4 separate regions of the Gossypium hirsutum genome follow, and all the other regions are linked to region 4. Evidence: chromatin contacts called from public Hi-C data. All regions are on one chromosome and are shown on one strand. Each heading gives the region's core, a stretch centred on a gene start, on an enhancer-like site or on the middle of the called end of the contact. The rest is flanking DNA. Distances are from core to core; before and after follow the strand shown.

What was found. A called contact is a pair of places that touch in the nucleus more often than the background predicts.
Region 1: a Hi-C map of leaf shows a contact between it and region 4, with 2.7 times the contacts expected there. The contact joins the promoter of LOC107912925 here to the enhancer-like site in region 4. A contact is called at or near these places in 13 of 34 Hi-C or Micro-C datasets (anther, callus, fibers and 2 more).
Region 2: a contact with region 4 is called in a Hi-C map of leaf, with 2.2 times the contacts expected there. The contact joins two enhancer-like sites. A contact is called at or near these places in 6 of 34 Hi-C or Micro-C datasets (fibers, hypocotyl, leaf and 1 more).
Region 3: a Hi-C map of leaf shows a contact between it and region 4, with 3 times the contacts expected there. The contact joins the promoter of LOC107912931 here to the enhancer-like site in region 4. A contact is called at or near these places in 3 of 34 Hi-C or Micro-C datasets (leaf and petal).

What each region holds. Positions count from the first base shown.
Region 1 is chrA13:98,530,223-98,535,933 of Gossypium_hirsutum_v2.1, reverse strand. LOC107912925 (cationic amino acid transporter 8, vacuolar) reads right to left here and starts at 3,588. Exons shown (of 1, transcript XM_016841316.2): 1 at 1,635-3,588. The coding sequence starts at 3,588. The coding sequence ends at 1,864. LOC107912924 (ubiquitin carboxyl-terminal hydrolase 27) reads right to left here. Exons shown (of 11, transcript XM_016841315.2): 10 at 5,421-5,711; 11 at 1,749-4,814. The coding sequence ends at 4,548.
Region 2 is chrA13:98,860,146-98,866,141 of Gossypium_hirsutum_v2.1, reverse strand. It overlaps the pseudogene LOC107911336. Among protein-coding and RNA genes, the nearest start is that of LOC107911335, 28 kb to the right of the region's middle. Within about 2 kb of position 2,706, at least 7 of the 9 cell types and tissues checked have an H3K27ac peak or open chromatin away from gene starts, as enhancers often do. A contact at or near this core is called in hypocotyl and leaf, where this site is marked.
Region 3 is chrA13:98,911,507-98,917,223 of Gossypium_hirsutum_v2.1, reverse strand. It overlaps LOC107912931 (probable glutathione S-transferase), which reads right to left and starts at 2,349. Exons shown (of 2, transcript XM_016841321.2): 1 at 1,873-2,349; 2 at 642-1,127. The coding sequence starts at 2,187. The coding sequence ends at 783.
Region 4 is chrA13:98,712,209-98,717,777 of Gossypium_hirsutum_v2.1, reverse strand. No RefSeq gene overlaps it. Among protein-coding and RNA genes, the nearest start is that of LOC121212943, 35 kb to the right of the region's middle. Within about 2 kb of position 1,742, at least 3 of the 9 cell types and tissues checked have an H3K27ac peak or open chromatin away from gene starts, as enhancers often do. A contact at or near this core is called in hypocotyl and leaf, where this site is marked.

The sequences.
Region 1 (5,711 bases), core at 2,339-4,838, 180 kb after region 4:
ACTGATTGGTGTAGAAACGTTAAAATCAAAGATAAGCTAGACCACTAAAGTCGAGGTTTAAACAAAGGAGGCTTCATATGTGGATTTATATTAAAGCTGAATGTTGAAAATTCAGAATTCACTGATTGTTCTTTCCAGAATGGGATCATTTCATTTTCTTGTATAGTTCATGACATGCAACTAATAGTCTTCCTCCACACTAGCTGGAGAACAAAATAAGAGATCCTTCTCCAAGAACCATTAATTCTTGCATGAATTTCAAGATGAGAACCAACTAGTACTGCAGAAGTAGCAAAACATGTCAATCAATATCCTGAGTAAGATCAATAAAAGTATCTTAATCATCTAAACCACCAGAAAATATGTTACACCACCAGACAGGGTTCCAGTTCTCATTAAAACTCCACAACACTGATAACATGTAGAGATCCAACAAATTTACTTCTAGACTGAGTCTCTACTGTCTACTGTTTGCTGAAAAAGAAAAGTATATATATACTAAATGCATTTCAGCTCTATATATCACCATTTACCAGAAGAAACTTTTAGAACACTCGCAATGCTTTGTGCTGGGTCAACTATGCTTTTAGGATCAAGTTCAGCAGCGCTAACTAGCCATAAAATCTGAAGCCTTTATCTATTTTCTCTTGCAATTTATATAGCGTTTTAAAAAAAAAAAATTAGCAAGGGGTCCATAAGTTCCATGGTAACAAAAAGAGAGATTATTCCAGGATCACTAAAATAGAAGCAAAGAACTTATAAGAATACTGCAGGATCAATTTATAAAGTCAAGATATGGCTAAAACATAATAACACCAAACAAGCCTTCGCAATAGCTGCTATTGAGACGGTGAAATCCCCAATTACCAAAATAGCAAAGGGTGCAGACCTGCTGGTGCTAGACCCCAAAATGTCAATATAAATACAAAAAAAAAAAAACAGTAAACAAGACTATGCCCTGGTAAAAAACCATTAAAATTCAAGTTAGAAACACTCCTAAGCAAATTACTTATGGAAGTCCAAGTAAATCTAAAACCCCAATGAGGTATCCAAGCAAGAAAACCAGCGAGGAAGCAAATGAAGTTGCAGTTATGAGGGATCTAATTTAGGGAGGCAGGACAATATAAACAACGTGGTTTTGCAGTCCATCATTTGCGAATCTTTCAAGAGGAATCTAGCTAGTAGAAGAGCAGTCATTTCCAATAGAGAAGACAGACCAGATAAAAATGATTCGAGCCAATTTTTCTAGATGAAGCTGAAAAGATGTCATTCGATTAATTCTCCTCTCTTTATGCATCATGGTTAGCACTAGAGCATAGTCATCACAGATTCAAAGCGCCAAGTCTAATGACATATTATTTAATAAAACACCATTCCGTGAAACATGGTCATAATGGGTTAACCTGCATGAGATTAGTATAGCTACAGCAGCACCTGTTGAAACTTTTGTCTGAATAGCTACATCCGATGGTCTTAATACTGTAGTGATCACAAGAAAACTAAACCTACAACAATGTATTAAGTCATGTAAGATCAGGTATTCATTGAGAGAGAGAGAGGGATCCATTGCAATTAATCTAGAAAGCATTATGATGGGAGAGTAACAGGTTCCCCAATTGAATGGGCAAGCAATAGAAATCCTAATTGGCAGAGTGCTTTTTAAATATATACTTGCAGTTTTGGAAACATTATGGATGGAGAATAGACAGAGTTGAGTAAAAGAAAACAAGAAAGCGTGAAAAAAGTGCTGAAATGAAAGCGGTATATTACACCAGAAATTTATATAAACTAGTAAAAAATCTGTCCCACTCACTACTGCATTAATTGTCCTTCAGGTTACAGCTTTATTTACCCTCTTCAGTTTTAGGCACTTAATTCATTTTGGTGAGCCACATCATAAGTGGCATGAAGACCTACAAGCAGGTAGTACACTATCATTACTGCACTGCAAATGATAAACCTCAAAATTGCTGTAAGACCCAAAGATCCTATGAGAAACAAGTTCATCACAATTGACAAAGATGGCAACCAAGGAACAAGTGGAACTCCCCAGACCTTTGGAACACGCTGCTTGGAAAGAAATGCCATTCCCAAAGTCCCGAAGAACCATAGCAATCCAGCCGTAGTGTACCCAAGCCATCCTCTCTCATTTGAATTCCAAAGTGCTGAAACTCCAATTGAGGAACCAATAGTAATGAATAAGCATATAAGAAATTTTACCAAATCATTCTTCGGAGTAACATCTTTCACATAATATCGTCTCACAAGCAATGCAACAGCTATTAGCATAAAAATGAAGAGTGTGCTGAAAGACAAAACACTTGACAAAACATCTAAACTAGAGAACAATGCAACAATAGCACTAATCAGAGTCACCAGCAGGGTAGCATATACAGGAGTTCCAGTTTTGGGATGAATCAAAGCGAAAAAAGGAGGAATCATATGAGCTCTAGCAATCTGAGTTGTGTATCGAGCTTGCCCAAGAGATCCAACCAACAAGCTTGTTGTCATTCCCTTAAGTGCACATATGCTAACCAAATACTTGGCCCAATTCATCCCAATTTGTTCAAAAACAACAGAATATGCAGCATTTACATCAATCTCAGTATACTTCACCATCATGGTCAATGCTAAAGCCATCAAGCAATAAACCACCGTAATTCCAGACATGGAACCAACCAACCCAATTGGTATATCCCTAGAGGGTTTCTTAGTCTCCTCAGCCATATTTGCCACCATATCAAAACCTGTATAAGACCAATAAACCACAGCAGCGGCCCTGAAAACCCCTTCTACCCCATAAGGAAAAAACGGTTCCAGATTCGAAGTTTTTGCATGAATAAACCCGAAAACTATAACAAAGACAATCACCGCACCACTAACCAAAGAAGCAATCCAATTCAACCAAGACGTCCTCTTAGTTCCGCTCATTGCTATCCCATTAGCAACCAAAAGTACCACAACAGCAAGTGGATCTAAAAGGTTAAATCCTACAGGCAAAGAATCAACCTTAATTCTCAAAAAGTCTGAATCATTCTTAATCATACTAGCAAAATAAGAAGACCATGATCTTCCTAATCCTGCAGCTCCGACTAAAGCTTCTAAAAGAATATTACCAGCAGCTATAAATGCAACGAAATCACCTAGTTCAACACGAAGATACGAAAACGAACCACCAGCTACAGGAATCTCGGCTGCAAATTCAGTGTAACAAAAAACAGATAGCAATGCTGAAAGCCCAGATATAGCATAGGACAAAACAATAGCTGGACCTGCATTATTGTGAGCTTCTTGACCTGTTATGACAAATATGCCAGAACCAACAACAGAGCCAAAGCCGAGCCAAATGAGGTCCCACCAGGTTAGACATTTTTGCATGGGGTTTTCACTTACTTTTTGAAGGGTTACAAGCTCGTCGGTGGAGGAGGAACGTGCTAAGAGACGGTCACTGAGACGAGGACAGGTTTGGGAAAGTGCTGTTTTGTAAGATGACAAGGTTTGAAACGAGGTTTCTGGGAAGAAGTCCGTTTTGCTCCATCTCCAGTAGCTTCTTTTAGTTGTTGAAGAAATTGGTTTTTCCTTAGCCATGGAGATTCAAATACCCAAAAAAGAATCGACAGAAATAAATGATAACAGATTGAACTGGAGGTACGGACAAGAGGTGATCTGAGAACCGGAAAGAATACGGATGTGATAATATGGGAAGTGCTGAATTTGTGATATATGATAACAAGAGATTCACTATAATCAGGAATCGGATTAACGATTACTACACAAAGATTTCGTTCGCACATGTCGTAAAGGAAATCAGGTATACGCTACTGTACACGTATCTATCATAATTGGGCAGATAATATGTCATTTTCAAGTGGGAACACAGTAATTTTTTTTTATCATTTTGAGACTAGATTGAGAGTTCAGAATAAATTTGCGAAGTAACCTAAGGTTGCTGTTTCTTGATATCAAGATATATGTAAACCCATCTCACTAACATGTTGACATGCTTTACTAAGGATAGTGTTCATAAGCTGACAGTGCATGAAATTACAACCCAAACACCCAATTATTTACCATCACGAAGCTTGGCAAAATCAAGTTGTAAAAGCCCTCACAAAGAGGCAATTGCATTGAATCTCCTTAAACATATTCCAACTAGCTCCTAACATTTTCCTTTAGAAAAAAAAAACACAAACAACGATATGAAGCGGCAAATGTTGTATTTATAGCAAGAGCAAAAACCCTTGGACCATCCATCCTTCCTGTTAGTTCTGCTGTTTGCCCTTCACAAGGAAATGATAGGTATAGAGTGGAGAGGTTCAGTTTCAAGGTATAATCTCCAAACAAGCTATGCTTCTTCCACAGTTACTCCGGGAAAGGGTTGATCCCAATCAGTTGATCACAATCAATTCTCAGTCAGGCCTCTCACAAGCACCATATCAACACTTTAATATTACAATTTGCAATTATGATGCTAGAAGTAGCTTTTGAGAGAAATGAGATGGAGAGTTTGGGAAATCATAAGTATACGAGTAGGCATCATTTCAGCCTTATACGATCCTCTCATAGAAAAGTAGGCTTGCTTCTGCAGCTAAAACATCCTTCTCTGAGACACTACATACTTGAGAATCTGAAATGCAGAACCACTTGGTTGTAGCGGGCTCGGAGTATTCATCAGAATCTTCCTCATCAGATTTAGTTCTCATACTTCTGTAAACAGTGTAATGCCCACCTCCAGGTCTCCCAAAGTGCTCCACAACTGAAGCAAGTCGGTATGATTTAGTTTCTGAAGGAGGTAACTTGCTGGTCAAGCTTATCTGCATAAAAATACACATCCAATATAGACAGCCGTCAGCCCTCACTCAATCATGAATCCCAAATCTAATGTGTAGCATATAGTAAGAAAGTTAGCAAAACAAACTTAGTTTTGGAACTTAATCATGAAACTTTTTCCTCCTAAACCAAGTTAAGAAACAGATGCTTATATGCAAGGAAGGAGTCATAATTTTCAAGAAAGAGGTTTGGAGTGAATCACACGCAACAAAGGATCTCCAACAAATTGTTTCCTTGGCACTTCATTCATGTAGCAATACTCACATTTGATTACAATTTCACACTTTATCAATGATGAGAAGGGAAAAAGAAATCAATGCTTCTTGCAGAAAACATGCACAAAAATAGTAGCAATAATACCAAAAAAAGGAACATAGGGAGAACTATCATCACAAATGGTAAACTGCGAGGCATGAGAACCAAGGCAAGAAGCCTCTAAAGCTCTGACACCTTAACACAATTTACAAGACGTGCTTTAAAAACATTAAAATTAAACCTTTTAGTGAACCAACAAAGATAGTTATTAATATATGTTGCTCAAAATTGCATAACAACCTACATATGACCAGATTAGTAATTATTCAACCAACCTTATCATTATGTTGCTCATGCATGTCTATGTTGGAGGCCTTTGAACAGCCATCAGTTGGGTACAGCTTACTCTTCTCAGGCAAAGATTCTCCGGGGGAAGTAGTACATTGAGATCCATTTGCAACTAATATTTCTGAAGAGACCTTTTCTCCTGTTGGTTTACTGATGCGATTGAGAATGCTTTCATATTGAGCATTGATAAGGTTGAGATGAGGCATTGTCTTCTGATTTTGCAGCTTCAGTTGCCCTTTATGGACCCCTTCCCAGTTCGTTATTTCCACCTCAGTAGT
Region 2 (5,996 bases), core at 1,457-3,956, 150 kb before region 4:
AATTGGCCTACATCAAAAGAGAGAAGTAAAAAAAAAAAACCTAAAAAGGAATAAGAATCAAAAGAGAAGAAACCACACCCATATCGGGTTTTACGAGTTAGAGAACTTGAACCATTAGTTCGATGATTCGAGCGGTCAAGAGTCATGGTTGGTTGAAGAAGAATTGTGGCTAGAATATGGTGATAGTTCGACGATGGATGGCGAAAATTCGTTGAAACCTTGTTCAAAACTTTAAGGTCTTAATCTCAGGATTTTGAATGCCTATTGAGAAATCTAAAATGAGATTTGAAAAAAGGCAAAGATAAGCCATTTAGTGAGACGGTTGGCTGAAGAAGGCCATGAAAGGTGGTGACTAGAGTTAAGAGAAAAAAAGAAAAGAGAAAAAAAGAAGAAAAAAGGGACAACAACAAACTGGATGGTAGCTCCACATTAGAGGAACAAAACAACCATAACTAGGGTATCTTTAGAGGTGTGCATGGGCCGAGTTGGGCCCAACTAAAAATTTAGGCCCGTTTACTAAGCTCGGGCCTGGCCCGACTCGAAAAATGGGCTTAAAATTTTGCCCAAGCCCAACCCGAATAAAAATGTTAAAACTCCAGCCCGACCCTTCCTACCCATATTAATTTTTATTTTTTTATATAATTTTAAAATATATATAAACCATAAAAAATACTAAAAACATCAAATAAATATTTCTCAACAAATTAAAAATAAATTTTAAAAAATATGTATACTTAAATAACACTAAAATAAATACAACTTAACAAGCAAATATTCTAAAATAATAACAAAATTAACAAATGTCTTTAAAATAATAAAAAATTAATAATAAAATAAGTTTTATACAATATCTAAATAATAACAACATAATAGTATCAACATAATAGTAAAATAGTAGCAAAATAAAGAGAAAATAATAAAAAAATAATATTAAAAAAGTTATCATGTAGTGAATTCAGGCCGGACAGAGCCGAGCCCTGGCCAAAAATGCTTTACCCGAAACCTAACTTATTTTTTAAATGGACCTTATTTTTTTGCCCAAGCCCATTTTTCGGGCCTATATTTTTGTCCAAATCCTCCCACATTTCGAGCGAGCCTCCAGCCCGACCAAGCCCATGCACACCTCTAGGTATCTTTATTTCTTCTCTTATTCTTCTCTTTATTTTTCTTTTCTTAAATTAGGATTATTTAAACAACAATTAGAATGCTAACGTAGTCAATTAAATAACATATCAACTTTCCATTTCGTCTGTAATAGAAAATAATTAAAAAAATTAATTTATTATTTTTTAAAAATTAAATGACTAAATTGAAATTACATTAAAGTTAAGAGTATAATTTACCCTCTTCTTTATAAGAGTAAGTGTATAGGACTGATTACTTTTTTATTTAAAAACTCCATACTGCAAATGACAAGTCCCAAACCATCTAAGCGATTGAAAGAGGAAAAATAGAAGAACTGTCAACAGGGCAGGCATAACATAAATGTCCCCATTTTATTTAAAATCATAAACAACGGCTGGGATTACACAATTCCGAAATGTTTCTTCATCTGGAGGATAAAATCATAGACTTTTTGTTGGTCAGGAAGGGACTTGAATACACTCTCCTTTTGCATGCACCTTTTAGCCCATGCTATTAGTTTGGGACACTCTGCTTCAATGCTGAAGTTCCCACACTTCTCATAAGCATAAAACCAGCGATAAAACGGAATGAATGCAACATCCACATATCCAAAACTTTCTCCTCCAAAGTAAGGCTTGTCCCCAAGCTCCTTTTCTATCAGCTTCAGGCTTTCTATGAATTCTTTCTTTGCTGTTGCTTGCTCTTCTCCCTTTGTCTTCCATACTCTGCTCCCCAGGTCATATATCTGCATTTCATTTAACATTATTTTAGGCACAATACTTTGCTCTCCTATTTATGTAAACAGTTCCAAAAGGGAAAAAAAAGAACGTACCTTCTTGTCAATATAATCAGCCCAGAATCTAGCAGTAGCTTTTTGGTAAGGGTCAGAAGGGAGCAAAGGAGCTTTGTCATGCCATACCTCATCGATGTACTGAACCTGAATGAGCGACTCACAAACAGGTTTACCGTTATGGATAAGGACAGGGATTTTCTTATGAACAGGGTTCATCTACAGCAGTAAAGCACTCTTGTTCCTCAAGTGTTCTTCCTTGTATTCGTACTTAATCCCTTTCTCAGCCAAAGCAATCCTGGATCTCATCCCAAACGAACTTGGCCAGAAATCCAGCAATACTACTTCCTCTGCCATTCTTTTGATCTAAAGATTCAAATACTAAAACTAAAATCTTGGGTTTGTTCTTTTCTCTCTCTGATTCTGAACTGAAGGCGTATAAGTATGTATAATTATAGGCAAAAAAAGGGTAAGAGTCGGTAGCTTTTTCTCTGTCTTTCCTGACATAATCACATAAATCAATGAATCTGGAGATAGAGAAAAGGAAATTCTCTTTTCTCCAAAACTCCCGATATTTTCATTTTTCTAAAAGTTTATTTCCGGCGATAAACCTGTATTTTATAGTTTTTTCGTTATAAGTAAAAAAGATAAACGTGTATTTCCGGATCTTCTCTCTCGAAAACTCCGGATATTTTCGTTTTGCTGATATCCAGTTACTATTTACATTCCATGGGCTTGGCTCATCCTTTTGAATAATGATTATTATTATTCCAGGGCCTTCTAATCTATAAAGAGAATAGTATCCCATTCCTTACATCAGTAGTGATTGTTTTAATATGAAGCAGGGGTTGCCCTTATGCAATTGCATGCGTCGTCATCTACTACTGGAGTTCATAGTTTTTGACCAAAAAAGAAAAATAGAGCTCATAGTCCCATTAGGCTTTTTTACCAAATAATATTATAATGACAATTTATTATTCAAATAATCATGAGACATCATGATATATGTTTTGAATGTGGAGATAGGGGTGTTCAATTGGTTAACTGATCGGTTAATTCACTTGAAATAATATTAATCGAATTAATTGACTTTTCAAAAGTTTAATCGTTAATTGAATTGAAATTTTTTCATAAAAATTAACCGAACCGAAATTCGGTTAATTCGGTCGGTTAATCGAATTACTAAAAATTATATATTTTTTTAATTTTTGGTTAAAATAAGTATAAAATTAACCGGATTAATCAAATTAACCGAATTATCTGAATTACCCAAATTACCCGAATTACTCAAATTAACCGAATTATTTGTATAAAATTATATGTTTTTTATTTTTATTTTTAGTCTTAGATTTTTATTTTTATTTATTAAATTATTTGTAATTTTTATGATTGGGTTGGGTAATTGGGTTGGGTTGGGTAGTTGGGTTAATATATATTAGATTGGGTATTTGGGTTTATGTTGGATTGAGTTTGAGTGAATAGTGGGCTATTTATATCGAAAAAATTCGGTTAACCGATCGATTTCGAACCGAATTAACCGTTAACAGAAAACTCAAAAAATTATTAACCGACCCCCGACTGAATTAATTCGGTTAACCGACCGATTAACCGAATTCGGTCAGTTAACTGAATTTTTTCGGTTTTACCCGAATTTTGCACACCCCTATGTGGAGATTAGGGTTTTTTTACCTAAATAATAATAATAATAATAATAATTGAAATAGTATGCCTATTAGATTATTTATCAAAACAGTATAGTTTTATTGGTGTCGTCTGTCAAATTGACGATACCGAATTAAAATGTAATGATCTAAAGTATTCAGACACCTGATATGCAATTTTTTCATTTTGAGTGGCTGCTGAAAGAAAAAGTGAAAGAGTGCCCTCACAGTGTGGCAGCAATAAATTTTAAATGTGGCTAATTGCCTTATAAGTCCTCTTTATTTTTTATTTTCTTTTTATTCTCTTTCAACTCACTATATTGTGTTTAAACAAGTCGTTAACTTATTTTTGTAGTTAAATAAACACTTAAATTATGATTTTTACTTATAAAATTCATTTATTTTAATATTAAAGTAATATATTTTACCCAAAGTAAAACTATTTAAAAAAATACAAATTAATGCACATTTTATGTTGAGGTGAATTTGATGAGAATAGATTATTAAATAAAAAAATAAAAATTTAAAATTTCTTAAGAATTCTTATATACATGATATTCTTAACTACTCTTTTGAAAATTTTTATTACTTTTTTAGATTTTATGTTCATGTTAAAGTGTATATAATTTTTATTGCATCAACAAAAAATTAAGATAAGAGCTTGAAATTCAAAATATATTTACTTTAATATTAAAATAAAGGGCTTTTATGAGTAGAAATCATAAGTTAAGGGCTTATTTAACTACAAAAATATGTTAAGGGCTTATTTAAACACAACATAGTGAGTTGAAAGGGAATAAAAATATAATAAATAAAGAGGGCTTACAAGGCAATTAGCTACATTTAAGGTTTGGTGCCGCCATACTGTCAGGTGGCAGCCTTTCCCTTTATTTTAGTAGCCACTCAAAATGAAAAATTTACATATCAAGTCTCTGAATACTTTAGATAATTATATTTTAGTCCAGTGCCGCCAAAAAAACAGGGATTTGACTATTGGGAAATTGATTTTTTTTTCATATTTTAAATTTTTAAAAATTTTAGTTTTTTAAAAAAAATTATGAAAAATAATTTTTTTAAATTCAAAACAAAATTATTTTAAAAACATAAAAAATTTAACATTTAATGTTATTTAAATCGAATTAGACCAGCTGGACCAGAAATCTACTAGAGTGTCGAATCTAGCTAAAAAATCAATTGGCAATAGAATAGATTTCGAACTAGTTTGACCAGTTGGCTCCTAGACCAATTCAAAGTAAATAAATTATAAATAAAAATAAAAATCAGTTCAATTGAATTTTTTTAGCATGGTTCAATCTGTATCGGTTAACGGGGCAAATGATTTTTAAATTTCTTTTAACCCTCTACATTTATAGTTTTTTTTTTGATAATTTAGTCCATACCCTTTAAATGTACATAGAAATTTTTAAAAATCAAATTTTCCATATTTAAAAAAATTAAGATTTCTAATGTTTCAAAAAAAATGAAACCCTTTAAAATTGAAAAAAAAAACTATTTTTTAAAAATATAAAAAACTCAAAATTCAATATTATTTAAACCGAACCAAATCAAATCAATTAGACCAAAAATTAGATATGGTGTCGATCCAGTGAGAGGAAAAATTTGGTTGACCTATCGATTTTAGTTCAACTAATTCGATTTAGATAACACTAAATTTTAGAAATTTTCTATTTTAAAATATTTTTTATTTTTGAATTTTAAATAGTTTTTATTTTAAGAATTATAATTTTTAAAATTTTTATTTTTTTAAATATGAAAAAAGTTCTTGTTTTCAAAATGCCTAATTGGTTGTGCTGATTTAGGCCCTTCGGAAACTATTTTTTTTATTGCTCAAAACATATCATTTCGGTTGATAAAAGTTGTTTATATTATTTGGGTAATAAATTATTATTTTAACTTTATTTTGGTAAAAAATTCCCTGACATTATGTAATTTTTTGGTTTTGACTAAATTCTTGTTTGAATTTAATGTAATAATATTTTGGTATAATGTGTTTTTTCGTTTTATGGTTCAAATTTGATTTTATTTGAGTCAGGTATTCAAGTAACATCTTCTAATAATGATGACTCTAAAATTTGAAGAAAGTCTAAATATTTGGTTAAAAAGTCTATTGACAAACTCATTACAAGAAAGTTGGTGTTGTGTTTAAATCCATTTGTTCAAAAGGCATGTCTTTTAAGTTCCAGTACTTAAAGCTTAGTTTAGATGGATGTTATCTTTACTTCCAGTGAGGTTAAAAATAACAGTAGTAGTGAAATTAATTATGGTAGTGATGAGATTGAATATTATCGCAATGAGATTAGAAACAAATGTAGGGTGTGTGTTTAAATTCAAACATAGTTGTAACAGAGAGGTGAGAATAAAAAATTACTATTAAATATATTATATTATAATATATAATA
Region 3 (5,717 bases), core at 1,100-3,599, 200 kb before region 4:
TAATATTTTTGTTTTTAATTTAATTTTTACATTCTAAAACAATGTTAACATATTTTAATAGACGGAAAAAGATAATTACTTAGGAGATGGGTGATAAACTTTTTTTTTTTAACAACCAAACACCTTTTAATGTTTAATTATTTCAAATTTGGGTCTTTCTTAAAAAAAAAATCTAAATTGATTAAATCAAGGTCAAACAAATTCAAATTCTTTTAATAGATTTTCTAAGTTGAGCTCAATTTGTTGCTTTAGCTACTTATTTGTCTATGTAAATCAAGAACCCATTGAAATCAATGCCTTGATACATAAAAATCCATTTCTTTTCAAACCAGGATTTGAAGCAAGATAATTGTAAGCTAAGTAAATATTCCGTCAAAACAATACAATTTGGGTTCAATGTTGGTGTAGGATAATACATCATTACAATTTCTGGATTGAGGTAGGAGGTTGAATATCTAAAACAAAGTAATGATTGGATATCCAACCAATGCTCTTAGGGTACTATGGTCATGCACTCAATGATTTCAACAGCCACCTTACCTAAATCCATTTAAAGGGTATTTAAACATAGTGGTATACATGATTCAACCAGCTAGAAAAAGAAAAAAAAAGAGCATACCAAAAGATTAAGAACATTCATAGGAACTAAAAGTACTTTATAAATTGAAAACTCGAAATTTCAAATGACAATCCCAACCAGGCAGGCAACAGCTAAATGCTCTTTTATTTAAAACCAGATATAATGGTAGTACATGCCTGAAGCTTGGATTCCCAGAATTGAATTACTCAATTCCAAAGAGTTTCTTCAACTGCAGAACAAATTCATAGACTTTTTCTTGGTCAGGAAGACTCTTGGCTACACTCTCCTTTTGCATGCACCTTTTAACCCAAGCAATCATCTTGGGACACTCTGCTTCAATGCTGAAGTCCCCACACTTCTCATAAGCATAAAACCAGGTATAAAATGGAACTAATGCAACATCCACATATCCAAGACTTTCTCCTCCAAAGTAAGTCTTGTCTCCAAGCTCTCCTTCCAACAGCTTCAGGCACTCAATAAATTCTTTCTTTGCATTTGCTTGTTCTTCTCCCTTTGTCTTCCATATTTTGCTCCCCAGGTCATATATCTGCACTTCACATTACAATATTGGAGAATTAGAGTTCTATTCAGTCAGTAATAATTTCCACATTTATTTTTAGTTTCATCTCTCCCTCAACATGAAAAACATATAATGACATGAATATGAATAATCATAGAACATCAAGAAAATGTTTTTGTTCTCCCTGCATAGCTAAAGAATTCAAACAGTAATCATGGTCATAAATTATCATCATTGATAATTAGATCTAGTTGTGGATAGTGAAAAAGTTGCAATAATTGCAACTAGAATAGGTTGAAAGTGAGTAAGCAAGCCAATATCATCTAGAATATTAAAATAATGGACTTAGTTGTGGATGAGCTGTAAGCATAACATTTGCAACCAATAAAATCAAGCTTTCTAAATTGGTTAAGTTCAACTTACACATTCAGAACAAATGAAAAATGGAAGTATCTCTATAGTTGTGTTAGTGTAACCCAATATCACTTATTGAAAAAATACTGTTCATCTCAATTTGAGTCCATTAGATTTCCTTCACTTATCCCAAATGTTTCAATCATAAGAGAAGGGTTGAGTTTAACCTATATAGTAGTGGTATAATAAAATCCTATAGATTAAGCAATTCCTGCCACTCTGTTGCCGTCCTATTTGCAGCCCAGAACCACCCCCCTCCCCAAAATGGAAACTAAATCAAAACATAATCTAAAATCAAGTCAGCCCATTGAACAATCATAGCAGAAACGTAGAGACTTAAACGAGTAAAAGAAAGCACCTTCTTGTCAACGAAATCAACCCAGAATCTGGCAACAGCTCTTTGATAAGGATCAGAAGGGATCAAAGGAGCTTTATCATGCCAGACCTCATCAATATACTGAACCTGAATGACAGACTCACAAACGGGTTTACCATTATGGATAAGAACAGGGATTTTCTTGTGAACAGGGTTCATCTGCAGCAACAAATCACTCTTGTTCCTCAAATCTTCTTCTCTGTACTCGTATGGTATCCCTTTCTCAGCCAAAGCAATCCTGGATCTCATCCCAAATGGACTTGGCCAGAAATCCAACAATACTAATTCCCCTGCCATTCTTGTAATCTAAACTATTCAAATACTCAAATCGATACTAAATTTATAATCTTGGGTTTCTTTTGGATTTTACTTGTTTTTCTCTGATTCTGAAGGGGGAGTCAGAGTATATTTATAGGAGGGTTGGTAGGTTTTTCTATGATATTTCTTTTATTCAATTTTTCTGTGACTTCAATGTTTTGAAGTAACTCATCTTTATTTATTTTAAAAATGAGAAATTAAAATAATTAATCATGAAATTCATATCTTTTTTAATTATACATAATTTTGATTAATATAACAATAAATATAATCTTTAATATTTACATATTTTATCATTTTGGCCTTAATTTTAAAAAGTTTAACATAATTTAGCCTCAGCATAAATAAATTTATTAAATTAAGACCAAATTGATAGAATATATAAACTTTGAAGGCTAAATGTATTATTATACTAATCAAAATAATGTACAATTAATAAAAAATTTAAAATTATAATTAATTATCTTTAATTGCTTATTTTTAAAATTAAAAAATATTAAATTACTCTAATTTTTTTTAAAGAAACCAATTTATTAAATTTCAAATTTGAAAAAATTTGAGAAGATTTTTTTGCCTAACTAACCTAAATAATGATCAAAATATGGTTTAGGTGAAAGAAAATTATTTAATACTATATTTATTGAAAAGGGAGTGGAATTTTTTTTAGTAAAATTTAATGTTTAAATTCATTGAATCACGAATTAAATCGAATTTTTAAATAAAAGGTAAAAAAATAAAAATATTTTTATAATAATACATTGTATTGTGTAATATATTTTAATAATTTTTTTATATAAATTGGAGTTTGGTTGACTGTATTATTAATTATATCATAAATTTAATACAAATTAAAAATTTTATCACACGACTTATATATGTGAAATTATTTATGACACTAGTTTAATCAATAACATTATTCATATATATATATATAATTTTAGAATTATAAATATATTTATAGAAGTTTCAAATGAAAACTAAAAAATAGGTTTAGTTTAAATGATAAATAAAAAAGTTTAATATGCATAGTGTCTTTTGGTTCAAATTTTACTACGAATAATTTTTTATTTATTTATAAAAAGATAAAAAATATTTTCATAGTTATATAATTTATTTTGTAAATAAAAATATTTTTGAGTAATTTCTTTTAACTCAGTTGATGAGTGAAATTAATTCAATAAAATAATTAATAAGTAGTATATATATATATTGGAAATCAATCAATAAAAGAAAAATAATATGTATCTCAAAAACTCTAAATTATGTGATTTCAGTCTAGGTTTATTTATAAGTTTTATTAGGGTGGGTTTGGTTAGATTAGGTTTATGTTAGTGACGAATTCAATGAGGTTAGTAAGGAATCCAGTTCTCAATGAAGTTTTTTTTATTTAGATTTTTAATATTTTAAATGAAATTTATAATATTTTAAATTAATAATTATAAAATTATATTTTAACTCTTTAAAAATAATAAAAATTTATTTTAATCTTTCAAAAATTATAAATATATAAAATATTAAAATAATAAATTTATATTTTTATTATTATAAAAGTTTCAAGATTTATTTCTAGCTCTTTGTTTACTTCCGGTAGTTACTTTATAGTAAACATATAATATGAATAATTACAGGTAGTACGTCCATTTCATGTTCTAACGTTGGATGCTTTATTTATTTATTTATTATTCGATATTGGACGCTTTATTGACAACAATCTTTAATAATTATTACAAGGATAATAATAATTCTAGGACCTTCCATAGAGCGAGTAGTATATGCCATTCCTTACGTCTGTAGCGTGCGTCTGGTGGTGATTGCTTGAAGCTAAAGTACGGCCTGCTCTTGTCTTTTTAGCCACAAATTACATTGTGAGTCACATCATTATAATTAAGTGTTTCTTATCCAACTATTAAAATTTATGAATTCGTTTAATTATTTATTTATTATATTTTTATAGTATACTTATTAATTCCTTAATCACATTTGAGAAGTTTAAAAACTCTATTAATAATATACTAAATATTTTTCCATATAATAATATAATGTGGTATAATATAATATAAACTATATGATATGATATAATAGTTGAATTAACAAAACATTTTCATTCAAAATAACATTTAGAACCGACTAAGTCTTAACTCGATTGGCATTAATATTATTGTTTATGCAGGAGGATATGTGTTTGAGCGTGCTGAAACGCATTTATCTTCCTATTATAGGGTGGGGAGAGACTATAAATAGTTCTATACATTTGTATTTATAAAAAAAAAGTAACATTTACATATATATATATATATATATATATAAGTTTTTATTGTTATTTGATAGTGTTAAAGATATGTGACCCAAATTCTTGTTTAATAAAAATACAAGTGACAAGATAGAGGATCTATAAGGGTAAGGTCGGACAAGTGAAATCCGTATAGAAGTACACTTCCTCTAATTACTGTTGATTAGAATAAGGTGTTTTAACTTTACTGCATTACTTCTATTTGGCTTTGATTAGAATATGATTTTACAAACTTATAAATAGACGTAGTCATCTCTCCTCTTGTATTATTCGAATTCGATATACATAGTGAATTTTCTTCTCCTCTGCTCGTGGTTTTTTTCCAAAAGAGTTTCCACATAAAATCGTTATGTTCTATTTTCCTCTCTTTTCTTACCATTATCGGCATTCTATTTTTACAAATAGATTTTGTTTTCTTATAAAAATTATTATTATCTTATATATCCAATTTTATTATTTTAATTTTGATTATTTTATTATTTGATATTTAATAATATTTTCTTTTCTTGTGAAGTTTTGAATAAAGGAACAAGAGTCAAAATGCAATTAATTGTGTTATATATTTAATAATATTTTTTTAATTTGATATTAACAATATTTTTTCTTGTGAAGTTGAATGAAGCAATATGAATCAAAATGTGATTAATTGCATTATTAAACAATAAGGATCTCAAACAAAAGAAGATAATGTGGAGGAAGATATATTAAAGAATATCAAGATTGGGGATGTTAAATAGTTTTTGCAATATTATTAGCTTTCATTTTAGATTCAAATTTTATTTTTATTTTTTTAGGAAGTTGTATTTTTAATTTTATTTATTTATTTACATATTTTTAATTTATTTATTTATTTAAATTTGTTTAAGTTTATTATGGTTTCTTCATGGCTAATTGTTTTTGCCGTCTCTCTAACCTTCCTCATAATTAATATTATTGTGTATTACAATTTATTGAATAATTAAAATCTTTAACTTTCTTTTTATAGAAAGTATAATTTTATTTTAATATAATATAGTGATTAGTTTTTATGGCTTAAGAAAGAAGAAAGTTCTTGAATTAAAAAAAAAATTTAAGTCTTTTATTTTTCACTCAATTGAGTACTTGAACCGTCAAAACTCAGTAAAATGACCCTTGACTGACGTTGACCAATAATTTTTAACGGTCAAGATGATGTGTCTATTAAGTTTGACTTTTTTTATTTATCATTATAACTAAATTA
Region 4 (5,569 bases), core at 493-2,992:
AAATTAAAATATCTTTCAACCCAGGACCTCATATGATGACTTGATGATTAAGAGTCTTCACTGCCTCAAATTTGATCTAGTTTTGAGTTATGCTAGTCACGTTTATTGTTCGGGTTTTGCCTTGTTTTTGTAATTTACCAAAAAAAAATCTTCCAACTCACTATTTTTTATTTTTAGGAATTTAATTTTATTTATTTATCGGAGTTAAAATGTAAGTTCAATCATTTAATAGAAAAATTTTAATAATATTAATAATTAAATTTAAAATATATAAAAAAATGTAGGACACTAATTTCGCACTTTTTTTTTAATTCTCACCCGAAGAGTTTAATCATAATTCAAAATCAAATCAGAAAAGTACAGCCATCAAAGTTGTTTTCAATGTGTTTTTAAGTTAGTAGATCCCTCGCTATGCATCGGTAAATTAATAAATTTATTATAATAAATTATACAAATACATGCAATAAATTAAGAAATGACCCTAAAATAATATGATATTTTAAATAAACCACGTATAATTTTTTTACATGAGATCGTTTTGGTCCCAACAAATTTTAAAATAAAAATAAAAATATATATCTAATTTGGTCATTACCATAATGCCCCTCTTGAAATATTTAAAGAGATTACTGATTTCACTAAATATAAAACCATTTCGATGTTGAATTAATTCGATACCATATAATGTGATAGCTTTTATAGTGGTTATAGTTTTGATTTAAAATAAAACAAGGAAATTATGGATAAAAGTATTAAGGAAGCCCCTGTATTTAGGAGTGGATCATATTTCAACCTATCTACTAAAAATATGGTAAATTAACCTTTCTATATTTCAAGACATGCAAATTAGTTCTTTCATTAATTTTTTTTTGTTAAATAGTGATGTGGAACATGCTAAAAATTATTTTTTATAGGTGAATTATAAAAATGGTCAGCCAATTATTTTTTCGTTCTATTTTAGTCACCCGATTATTAAATTTTTCGATTTAGTCACTAAATTTTTCTAAATTAAATATTTTAGTCATTTTGAGCGGATTTGGGCTTTTTTATTGGTCTAATAATAAAATTAGCCCTCTAATGTTTACACATTCTACTAATTTGATCCCAAACTATAAAAAAATTCAACTAATTTAACCCTAAACGTTTACAAAATTTGTCATTTTAATTCTAATTTTAAAAAAAGTAAATAAATTTGTTCATCAACATTTATGAAATCTGTCAATTTATTTCGAACTCTAAAATTTTTAAAAATATTTTTAAAAAAAATTATTTTTAACCCTTTATGACTCATCGACTAACTTATATGAGATATTAAAATAGGAAAAAGAATACCCTCTTTAAAATCACTTGTATCAATTTCTTTTACTATAATTTAGACATCATACTAAACCAAATTAATTAATTTAAAATTTAACTGAAATAACTAGCTGCATTACTATTTTAACAGATAATGTTTTCAATGTTTTTTTCTTTTGAATCTAATTTTATTATCACATAATTTTGTTTTATCTCAAATTATGTGATGATGTTTTGTTTGATAGGTTATATCGTGGAAGATGATTGGTCGTTATTATTTATTATTCGCTAACCCCAAACATCCAATCATGCATGCCGATTTGATTGTCACGTTTTGATGCAAACAAAATTAATAAAAAGACAACCTTAGTTAGAAGATGTTTGGATCAATCCAACGCGTGTGTGTCTCAACATTTATAAAAGTTGGCGTGAAGGGTACTATAGCCCCCATAATCTATTGCCACGTAAAGATTTTCCGACAAGATATTTCACCTGATGGGTGTCGGGCCCAATCATACATCTTACGGCAGATTTTGGACACGTGTAAATCGCCGTGTTTTTGGCTTGGTATAACCGAATATTTTACCTAGTCAAGTGAGGGTGACTCACAGTTACTAAAATTTGTGCTTTCTTTTTTGCATGCAAAGGTAGTTGATTATGACATTTAATAATACCGTTTTTATAAGGGAAAAAAGAAATCCTAGTTTGGTCTATTAGTTAGTGTCTTTAAAATAGTATATCTGTTTCACTTTCCAAAAAATAAAAAATCAAAAAGTTTATCTGCTTCTAGAATTGACTTTTTATATTATTTATATAAGTAGTATATATGCTTAACACGTTAAAAAACAATTAATAAGAAATATTAATTAGATGCCTTTTGAAGTGATATATATTAGAAGAAGATTACAATTGATGCATTATTTTTTTAAAGAAAAAAAATAGTGAAAGTAAATGCAAATAAGTTTATTGGTTTATTAATGAAAAGTTGGGGAGAAATTTTAGATTAATCATAATTTATCATTTTACTCGAACATAACTTATAAAATAGACACGAAGAATACTAAAAATTTAAAATGATAAATCAAGAAATTAAATCTTTTGGAATTATTTTATAGAGAAGCCATATTCTTTATCTCTAATTAAATTAGTACGAGATAAATAATACATAAAAGAGTTTAATTCTTATCTAACACAGAAGTTTTTTGATAAAAAAAAGTCACCCCTCAATCATTTTACATGTTCATAAGTTTAAGAAATTTAAAAATTTTATGCAAAAATCTCTCATACTTTTGCTCTCTCTATTGAAATTCTTAAATAGGAATTTATATTCTCAAAATTCTACATTGAAACAATTAGGCACAAGTCTCCATTTGAAGACGATAGGATCAAAGAGCCGCTTCAAGAGCAAAAAGGAGAAAAATTAATAGTTTATTTTTTACTGAAAAAGGAGACTAAAAATAATTAGATTGGAAAATAATAACTGGACTCTAAGTCTATGGTATTTTCCATGAACCAGTTATTATTTACATGTGATCAAGGAACAACATTTTTTTCTCTTTAAGCAGGTCCTTTGATCCTATCATCTTCAAGTGGAGACTTTAGTCTAATTATTTCAATGGAGAATTTTAAGAATTTCAAAGGAGAAGATAGAAGCGAGAGGATTAGAAGAGGGAAGAAAACGTTGCGAATTAGTCTAATTATTTATCTTTTTAAATAATTTAATTAAATTTAAATTGAGTTAAAGAGAAGATAGTATAGGATGTGTGTATATCAATATTTTCTTTATTGATCTCTTCTCACATTCTTCGACTACCGATTTCTCTGCTTGCATTTTTGATAGTCAAAATGAGTCTTTTGTTGCCCCTTTTGTATTGAGGAATTTCGTGATGCAATTATGAGTATGCACCCCAATAAAGCACTTGGTCCTGATGGTATGAATTCGGGATTCTTTCAACGGTGTTGGTCTATTTTGGGTACCGATGTTTTCAATCAATATTATTCGTGGTTGAATAATGGAGCTTTTCTTGATTTGATTAACGAAACTTTGAGTATTTTAATTCCCGAGAATGATAAACTAGATAGCTTAAAAGATTTGAGGCCTGTTGCGCTTTGTAACATTCTCTACAAGATAGTGGCAAAAGTTCTTGCTAACTGTCTTAAGAAAATTCTGCCTTCCATCATTTCTCCCATGCAATATGTTTTTGTTCCAGGACGTCGATCATTAATAACATTTGATCACTTTTGAGCTTATCCACTATATGAATAATAAAGGTCACGGTAAGTTGGGTGAGATTGCTTTGAAGTTAAATGTTAGCAAAGCGTATGACCGTATCGATTGGGATTTTCTTCAATTTATTATGCAAAAAATGAGTTTTTCTATGCTGGGTGAATTGGATCATAATGTGTGTCACTATGGTTAATTATTCCATCTATTTGAATAGCCATGAGGCGGGTCCTATTCCTCCACATCGAGGTTTGTGTCAAGGAGATCTTTTGTTGCTTTACCTCTTTTGTCTTGTGTACTGATGGGCTGAATTATTTACTCTGTAAGGTAGAAGCAAGGGGTGACCTTCATGGTATTTTTGTGTGTCGTGGAGGATCCTCGATTTCTCATTTGCCTTTTGCTGATGACAACTTCCATTTCTTTTCTAAGCGACTGGGGTTGAGTGATCTACAGTTAAAGAATTTTTTGTTGACTACGAGGAAGCATTGGGTCATGCTATTAATTTTTAGAAATCAAGGATTATGTTCAGTTCAAACATGAAGCTTTATGATAGAAATGTGGGGTACTCGTTGTTCGGTGTTTCGACTCTTTTAGAGCACGACAAATATCTTGAGCTTCTTTCTTTGACTGGGAGAAATAAGAAACATGTTTTTTTTTTATTCGGGACAGGTAGAACAAACGTATCAATAGTTGGAAGAATCTTTTGTCGAAACTATTAAAGGAAGCTGTTTTTAAGACGGTTGCATGGGTTTTACCCATTTTTTGCATGAGTATCTTCATGATCCCTCTCTATACTTGTGACACCTTGCCAAAAATGATGAACTCGTATTGGTGGGGCTCTAGGGGCGATGATCGTAGAAATTACATTGGTCATCTTGGGACAAGTTTTGTGTTCCAAAAAGGGTAGGTGGCTTGGGTTTCTGTGACCTCTATTGCTTCAACTTGACAATGCCCGGTAAGCAGGATGCGAGATTTATTACATAGCCAGAGTCTCTTCTAAGTCGATTCTTCAAAGCTAAATATCTTCCACAATGTGGATTTTTCGATGGCGAAGAAGGTTATAATCCTTCTTTTGTTTGGAGGAGTAGTTATGCTGCTATGCATCTCTTTGAGAAAGGCTTTAGGTGGCGAATGGGAAATGGTGAGACTATTTGTGTTTTTTAGGACCCACGCTTGGAAATAACAAAAATTTCTACATTGATTCCAACCCTTTGCGAGGTATGGAAGAGTTGAAGGTGCGTGACTTGCTTTATGAAAATGTGTTGACTTCGCCAGGTATGGAAGAGTTGGTGGAAAGCATCTTGACCCCTTAAGATGTGAGTCAAATGTACAAGATCCCTATAAGGTTGCAGAAGGGTCCAGATCAATTAATATGGCACTGGTCTAGTAATGGTTTATACATGGTAAAATCAGGGCACGAGTTAGCCTTTGATTTGTATTCTAATTCTGATTCGTTTGAAGTCGATGGACCTTGGTTGAGAATTTGGAATGGTCAATCCCCACTGAAGATCAAAGACTTTACATGGAGGTGTCTAAAAAATTTTATTCCTACTAGTGCAAGGTTAGCAAATAAAGGGGTAAAAATGCTGTGACTTGTGTTTGTTGTGGAGAGGAGGAAACTTGTGATCATCTTTTTTGTTTCTTGTGATTCTAGTTGGGTGGTCTGGCATCAATTTTTCTTTGAGTCAAATGATATTAATAGATTTCATCGGATTCTCACCATCATGTGGAGTATTTGGTTCCATCATAACCTGCTTGTTTGGAAAGGTGAGGCTCATTCCCCGCAGCATGTTGTTGACATTGCAGACAATTTTCTTATGCAATGGTTGGAGGCTCAATCGGTTTATGGTACTGCAAAACCAGTAGCTCATTAGTTTGATTCGACTATTCCTGGGTGATAGAGGCCAATTATCGGCACACTCAAATGTAATGTGGATGGAGCTTTGTTTCGCGACGAGTAGTGTTCAAATTATGCAGCAATTGGTGTCTTTGTTAAAGGGATGGTTGACCATGTCAGGACCACTTGGGACCCTCAATTTATTGAGGTTT